2 separate regions of the Danio rerio genome follow, and region 2 is linked to region 1. A link is a contact called in public Hi-C data. All regions are on one chromosome and are shown on one strand. Each heading gives the region's core, a stretch centred on a gene start, on an enhancer-like site or on the middle of the called end of the contact. The rest is flanking DNA. Distances are from core to core; before and after follow the strand shown.

What was found. Hi-C and Micro-C count contacts between places; a contact is called where the count stands out from the background.
Region 2: a Hi-C map of an unstated tissue shows a contact between it and region 1, with 4 times the contacts expected there. The contact joins two enhancer-like sites. A contact is called at or near these places in 3 of 18 Hi-C or Micro-C datasets (caudal fin, embryo and an unstated tissue) and 1 of 4 datasets of contacts at active chromatin or transcription factors (caudal fin).

Annotation. Positions count from the first base shown.
Region 1 is chr4:13,597,920-13,602,243 of GRCz12tu, reverse strand. It overlaps LOC101884202, which reads right to left. Exons shown (of 9, transcript XR_012401967.1): 6 at 4,287-4,324; 7 at 1-61. It also overlaps the pseudogene LOC101886176. Among named protein-coding and RNA genes, the nearest start is that of si:dkey-6a5.3, 27 kb to the right of the region's middle. Within about 2 kb of position 2,358, at least 26 of the 62 cell types and tissues checked have an H3K27ac peak or open chromatin away from gene starts, as enhancers often do.
Region 2 is chr4:13,767,517-13,771,840 of GRCz12tu, reverse strand. The region is part of intron 1 of grip1 (glutamate receptor interacting protein 1); the gene reads left to right. All of the region lies in intron 2 of LOC103910424 (a long non-coding RNA gene), which reads right to left. Among named protein-coding and RNA genes, the nearest start is that of grip1, 62 kb to the left of the region's middle. Within about 2 kb of position 2,285, at least 8 of the 62 cell types and tissues checked have an H3K27ac peak or open chromatin away from gene starts, as enhancers often do.

The DNA.
Region 1 (4,324 bases), core at 1,109-3,608:
GAAACTTCTGCCCCTACGACCTGGACCGGAATAAGCTGTTTCAAATGGATGGATGAATCTCCTAAAAAAGACCACATATTAAGGTTTGGTTAAATTAGAACCATTTGTTCTAATGAAATTAAGACGCTAGAGGAACGGACAGGAGTAAAGATTTGAGCAGCTTTGGCAAGGGATTGATAATTATGGCAAAGTGACTGAGATGTGCACCTGAAATGGCAAGGCTTATGGGTTGCTACAGGACAGCAGTGGTAAAAATTTAGGTGATCTGCGGAAAGCACCAAATGTTTATGCCGAGCACCAAAGAGGAGCATTGTTGAAAGTGGCTAGTGTACCTTGGAGCAGTAAGTAGGTTTAACATCACATGGACATGTGTAAGTGTGAATAATTTACCTGGGAAGTGATGGCACAAAAATGCCCTGGGCAATGTTCTGCTGGAAAACACTGAATTTAACCATTCATATGGATATAAACTTGACAGAGGAGCATGAGTGGTGGAAGTGGCCTCTTTCAGCGGGGTAGTGCACCCTGCACACATTGCTCGGGACTGGTTTGAAGAACATGATGAAGAGCTCAAGGTATTGCCCTGGTGTTGCAGATCTCAGTTTAATTGAGTATCTGTGGTGTGCTGGAGTGTGCTATGGAGACCATGCAGAGCAAAGTACTAAAGTAAGTAGTCATAATGTTTTAGCTCATTAGTGTATGTTATTATGATATTACATCCACAAGCTTGGGTGTTTTTCTTTCTTTCTACTAAAATTACATAATCTTTTCTTTTTTTCTGAAAATCTAGTGCTGCATTGTGAATAAATTTCCTTTCTTTGGGGATCTTTATAAGAATATCACAATGATATCTTAAATATTAGGTTACACTTAATTTTAGGGTGTCCTTGTTACACATGTAAGTACAAGTACTTAGTAACTATACGTACTATAGAAATTCATTCATTTTCTTTTCGGCTTAGTCCCCTTTATTAATCCGGGGTCGCCACAGCGGAATGAACCGCCAACTTATCCAGCAAGTTTTTACACAGCGGATGCCCTTCCAGCCGCAACCCATCTCTGGGAAATACTATAGAAGTTACAATAATGCAGCTAACCTGCATTCTAACCCCAACATAGTAAGTGCATGCGGTTTATTAATAATGTTAACCAGTTAAATGAATAGTTACACTATAACAAGGACATCTTAAAACAAAATGTAACCAAATGTTCTTATTTGAAAACATCGTGCTCATTAAAGAGCCCTTAAACCCTTTTTTCTTCAAGTGTAGAATTTATTCAGAATGTAAAGTTTGTTGGACACACTGTAGCTGACAAATTCAACAGGAAAAATATCTCAAAATCAAAATGGTGTTTAATTATCGAGCCTGCCAAGTAGCAGATGTTACACTGATGAAATACAGTGTACAAAATAATTCCAAGTCATTTTCATGAGGAAGCATATGGTTTTTGCATTTTGTTGTTGTTGTTGATGTGAAATGTACAGAATGTCCCCATATGCTTAATTAGCAAAGTCAAACGTTGCTTCAAGTAGTTCACATAGCCTATGTATATGATGTATAACACAAACAGATATGGTTTTGTATAATGTATAGCGATTATATATAAACATAATTATGATTATAGTCAATCATGTGCCATATTTAGCTATTTTTTTGCGCTGTTTTTTTGTTTGGAAAATGCTGACCCCTGATGAGTCACGCACACGCTGCAGTCTGCAGAGCAGAATCATTAAATGTCTTTTTCTATGCATTGTATAAGAGAGGAGAGAGAAAAATAAAAAGATTTAAAGATACCTTTACATTTGGAGTCATGTTTTTTGTTGTCTTAATTATATTATGGGGTCTAAATTACCATAAGTATGAGACGTATTGAATATTGATGACATTAATATATGTCAAATTTTATTAATTTGGTTTGATTAAGGTGCTGCTGTACTTTTTAATGGATATTGTTAGTTAATTTTATATTATTTCAGTTTTGTTTATTGGCTTTTTTTGTCTTTGCTAACTTTACATTTATTAAATTGTTTAATCATTTTTTTAAAGAAAATTTTTAACTAATTTATCCAAGTAACAATATTATGGTTTTAGATAAGAACACACAGTTAAAAATGAATGTTGTCAAAGTAAATTCAAACTCAAAAATATTTTTTTAAATCTTAAACTATATGATAGTACAACTGTTTTAATGTTTGAATTTTACTGTCACGTTTAAAAAAAACATAATATTACATGCTATTTTGTGTCTGGCTCTTATTATAATAAGAGAAACAAATGAACAATATATTAACAAACTCAAAAACTAAGATAAGTAACATAAGCACGTTGTCTTCTGCGCTACTGCGCCTTTAAGAGCGCGACCACGTGTTGCGGAAACTACCGACAACAACAACAACAACAGGACGCGGGTGAGTAAAGAAATTCTTAAACAAAACTAGATTTTCGTAAAAAATCTGCACTGTTTCTGTTTTAACAAAACACGAGCCATTGCAATAATATTTCAACTGTTTATTTAATATAATAATCGTAACGTTAACACGCTCAGATCAAAATAATTCATTATATATATGCAAACAACATGTACATCCAAGCTAATAAACCTCTAAAATGATCGAGTTTTATCATTCAGGGCTCAACAATGGAGAGAAACACTCTCCTGCTTTATATCAGACCATGAAGGCTTCAATGGAACCTTAAAAAACTCACCTCAAGACTTTGCTGTTATAGAGATAGACGCCAATGGACAACTTGTTAACAGTGTAAATACTGATGAAGAAGAAAGACCTCCTCAAGCTACAAAAAGGATTAATAAATTAATATCATCTAAACCAGATGACACTGACAGTTTAATTCAGGATTGTTTTGATCTGAATCTAATCCTGGTTTCAAGTGTGAGCGTGGAATTTGAAGCATTTTACTAATAAACTGAAAGTGAAACCCTGTTCAGATGATCAAGAAAGGGTGGAACTGTCTGATCCGGTTCAGAGAAGATCCAGACTTCCAGGAGCTCGCTGGTTTGGCCTCTGAATAAGAAGCTGAGGGGTTTTTCAGGTTTATTAATGCTAAAACACCTGGTTTTGTGTTCACCTTCTTGCCCGATGACAGCAAGGTCAGTTCATCATTTTGTTAGCAGGCGTTCTGGGAAGCTTGTGGAAACCAAGAGCTTTGTGGACCAGCAGAAGACTTGCATTACAGTGAGACTGAGGGAGAGAGGCAAACAAGCCAAGAAGAGAACGATGGCAGACTGTCAAATGCAGGAGGAGAGTTTATACACACACTGAAAAAAATTTGGAGTAGGATTTACTTAAAAAAAGTTAGGAAAGTTTTTTCACTTAGAAAATGTGAGTAATTTCAATAGAATTCCCAAGTAAAAACTAAACACAAGGAACTGTAGCTTTAATTAGAAAATCTCAAGTAAAGTTTACTTGGAATTTCCCAGTAAACTGTATTGACTGTTTGTTTATATATTTTACTTAAGTAATGCTTATAAATGTTTTTTTTTTTACACAATAATCCTAGTTATCTTATTTAAAATTTTGAGTAACCTTTACTTTAAATATTATTTGATGTTGTTGATGTATTTAAATGGTGGTCAACAAAATAACAGACATACATTTTACTTGAATACTTTTATTTCTATGAGATTCCTTAACAGATGAGAGCATCAGATGCACTATAGTGCATTTTACTCCAGGAAACTTTTTTAGAATATCACACATGCATTAAAATGCATAAACATTTAAACATATAAACATAAAATATACCTTTTTAAATATAACAAACATTTTACAAAAATCTCAGTTGCAGATATCAAATACAAAAGTGTGAAAGTGCAAATAATGTCAAACTAGTAGCTGCCTTTCATTAGGTAACTTTAATTTCAATAAGATTAAACTAAGGGAACAAAAACATCAAAAAATAAAAAAATAAAACTCTGCATTTATAGTCTCCAGAAGAATGGTTATGTTAAACAGTACTGTAGTTGAAGTTGTAGTTGTTTTCTGAACAACCTTTCATGCAAAAAAAAACAAAAAAAAAAAACAGTAAAACAGCATAAGTAGTGTAAATAAGTGCAAGTAGTGCTCAACTAGCAGATTACATTAGAAGCTTTCTATGCAAAGAGTTAACCTTTGGAGAGAATTTTAAAGCATCTAGGCCAAGAAAGATTTTCTGAAACACTTCAAATGTGTTTCTCAGCTTTGGGGGATAGCTTAGGTTTAGGGAGTAAATGCAGCCCATGAGTGAAAGACATGCATTTGTGAGATTTTTACATCCCAGCAGCACCTCAGTTCCCTCGATGACAATGATGACATCAGATCTAC
Region 2 (4,324 bases), core at 1,036-3,535, 170 kb before region 1:
AATTAATAATAAGTATAATTATTATTGTTGCACTTAAAGAAATGCTGGGTTATTTAAACCCAAATTGGGTAAAATATGGACTAACCCCCATACATTGGGTTAAATTCGCTCCTATTAGTTTAATAAAAAAAAAAAAAAACTGCAGTTAGTTTAGTCCATATTACACCCAGAAATGGGTAGAAATACCCCAGCATTTTTTAGAGTGTGTTGTTAGTGTTACACTGCTTCGCCCCTAAATGCTATTATTTTAATATGTTCATCAATTACTTTATTATTGTTGTTGCAGCAATAACCACAATTATTATTATTATTATTATTATTATTATTCGATTTGTGATAAAATTTTATGATTAATATTTTAATTCTAAGTATCTATTTATTTGCTAAATATGTTACTGAGATGGTAAAAGTGCCTCATCTTCATCGCACTATATGACGCAAAACCAGCACATATTGGCCAGACCTTTAATTTGCTTCCATTAGACTGAATCAATATAGAGCTTTGAGAGAGAGAGAAAGAGAGAGAGAGAGAGAGAGAGAGAGAGGAGATGGCCCTGTGTGTGTTTTCATTTTCCTATGTCTTAATATGCTGATTAACCAAACATTAAAATACTAAACATTAAATTTAAAATAAATGGTAAAATTACATTTGAATAATAATACAATTGCTGGCCACTAAAATGGCAGTCAAACTCAGTTTATTATTTCAAGGGGTTTCAAATCAAAGAGGAATGGAAATAGTTTTATAAATTGTATATGAGCTTAATCAACGATTGCTTAATATATTAGACATGTTCCGTGCTTTAATATTTAACTTTAAACATTTCATGAAATTACTTTTTAATCTGCTCTTCAGTGCCATGGTTTTGAACTGTAAGTGGGTGGACATATGATACAATATTCTCTAATTAAGCTGATAGAAATGCCAGCGCTTCAGTACTTCAATATTAAATCAAGCACAATTACACTTTCATTGACTACAATTGAAAAAAGACCATGCTGAATTTAGTTTGTATGAACACTGATCCCAAAAATCTGTAATATTGAAGACAAGAAAAATATTAACAGCTCTAATTAATCTTAATTTTCAATATATTCTCGAAGCTAATTATTTCTTTTGGTATCTTTTGCAGTAAAAACTGTATGAATCATCATGTATGCCTCTAAATATGTTTATTTTTTAACACAGTAGTACACATTGCAAGTTAACAGTGATGTTTATTTACACCAATAGCCGCAGTTTTCTGTCCAGTCATGAGGGATGATGTGCAAACGGTTTATGTGGGCTGAAAGAAATGATAGTTATATATTTGATTTATTGAGGCCACGTTATATAAGGACTCAGTTGTGATGCATTTAAAGTGACAGTTCACTCTTTGTTCATCCTCCACTTGTCACAAACCTTGTTTGAGTATCCATATTCATTTGAACACAGAAGATGATATTGGAGTAATAAACTTGGAAACCAGTAGCCATCAACTTCCATTGTATTTTTTTATACTAATCCCAATGGAAGTTCTCCTGTTCGAGTCTCGGGTGGGTCAGTTGGCATTTCTGTGTGGAGTTTGCATGTTCTGTGGGAAACCGCAGCACCTGGAGGAAACAGTCCAAAGACATGCGCTATAGGTGAATTGGGTGAGCTAAATTCTCTGTAGTGTATGTGTGTGAATGAATGTGTATGGGTGTTTCCTATTAATGGGTTGCAGCTGGAAGGGCATCCGCTGTGTAAAACATATGCTGGATAAGTTGCTGGTTCATTCCGCTGTGGCCCAGATTAATAAAGGAATGGATCCAAAAGAAGTAAGTGTAAATTGTTAAGACGTTTTCTTTTTTGGTGAATTTTCCCTTTAATGCATCATAACCCTTAAAGGGATAGTTTACTCAAAAATAAAAATTTAAACACAAAAAAAAGTTACTTCAAAACATTTTATAAACCTGCAATGCTTTAGAATTCAGCTTTCATCTTTTTCAATTAGCAGAAGAAAGAAACTGATAATGGTATGGAACCATTGAGTGTGAGTAAATAGTGAGCACATTTTCATCTCCTATCAATAAAACCAGATTCCCCACTCATTTAAGACGTGCATTTCAGTGTCAGAAGTTAAACAAATAATAAGCTCTTACCTGCCAACACTCCCATTTTTCCCTTATTTCAGACACACTGAACAAATGTTGGCAGGTAATCAACACTCTTTTCTTGGCGATTCATTGTGCTCACCTCTAGAGGCTGCTAATGTTCCACAAAACAGAAATCCGCTTTCCTCGCCATTTCAGCACCAGTGCTGCTGGACAGCTCCCGCCATTGTCCCGCTGCTCTTTATAGACTGAAGGCTTTTAACTGCTCATGTATAATACCTCGCGCTTTGTTCTTTGTGTACAACATGTTCCCGTTCCGACATGTTCTCGTCTAATACACGGTGCTTCAATCTGACATGGTCTGTTTAATGTCAACCTCAAGATATACAGCCTTCACGATAATGACAGCAAATTGCCTTATGGCTTTTTTTCTTGTAATAGTTGTTCACATTCTCTCAAATAATTGTCATTTTTCTACTGAAGAGCCGTTATGAGATTCCTGCTCCTCCAAGACGTACATTTCAGTATGTCAGAAGTGGAAAAATAATCAAGTCTTTGATGAGGCGAGCAGTCGGAGGGATGTTTTGAACTGTATTTTCCATCTGTCCAACATAAACGCTCTCAGCATCTAATGGTGAATTTTGCCAGGACTCCCTGCCAGGCGTCAGGGTTAGGTCTAATAACAGACCGGTGTGTCATGTTTACGTTCATCCTTTCACATTGGCTCACACCCATTACTTGCGTTCATGGCCATGCAAATGTTAACGCGAAGATGAAGCCCTTATGGAGCCGTTTGCGCTTCGTGTCATGCAGCTGTCACCTTCAGAGCTGTTATGAGAAAGCAGAAAGTGTCCTGCTGCTTTGATTGCCATTCCTGCCACGCTCTTCCCTGGGAAAATTGATTGCGCCATCCCGGGAGACGAACAAGAGACTTGATTCCTGTTATTTAGGGATGTTTCGCAAACATGTGGTCGCTGTAATTGAGATTGAGATGGTCATCGTTGAGCTTGAGGATATTCCTGATTTCTCCATGAGCTTAAAGATGAAATATATATTGAATGCAGGCATATATAAACATTTGTTTGCATAGTATGAAATTTGTATATTTTCACATATATATAGCTTATATATAGAAAATTATTTTACACTTAAATATTTTTTAAATAGATATTTTGATATAAATATTTTTTTATATAAAAATTACATAAAAATAAACGTAGGTACATTTGATTATAGACAATTCATACATGTATTAACTGTTATATTTTTTACACTTGCGATGAATTAAAATTACACCTAATTTAAAATTAATTATTAATATATGTTCTATATTTATGGTATATAATATTTTATTGAAGGCAGTTAACTGTATTTTTATATTTTATATAATATATATTAAATGCAGCTTTCAATTTTAATTATATATATATATATATATATATATATATATATATATATATATATATATATATATATATATATATATATATATATATTTATTTATTTATTTATTTATTTATTTATATATATATATATATAATTATACATACACACACACATATATACATATACATATATATATACATATATATATATATATATATATATATATATATATATATATATATATATATATATATATTTATTTATTTATTTATTTATTTATATATATATATATATATATATATATTTTTTTTTTAAACAATCTTATGCATTTATGTATGTATTTGCAATGTTTATATATTAAATATATGAAACTAAAATTTAGCAGTTAAAATGCATACATTTATATCCAGTATATTAAAAAATAATTTTTTATTTTTATTATAAAAATACTTTAAAACTTACTTCTCGAGTCATTTCATAGAGTCTTCAAACATATTCCTCGTTGATTAAATATTATATGCAAATGTGCATCCCAAGCAGAGAACATTCGTCTTGTGGGTTTCTCACGCGGGATGCATAAATTACAGCTCGCATGCATGGAGTATTTTGGGTTGGAGTCGAGCTGGATTTAAAGTTTTATTCGTCTCTGAATTTTTTAATTTAAAAGTTAATTTTTAATCTTCAGCCACAGCGAAAACGTCAGTGATTTACTCGGTTTGTTTCTCTTTCTGGGCCATATTCTTTAAATATGAGCACATAGAGGCCTCATATATGTGGCACTGGTGGGTCTTAAACAGTGGGAGAGTGTTTCAGCTCACTGACATCTCCATAAAATTTGCACAGAGCTGACAACACACTCTCA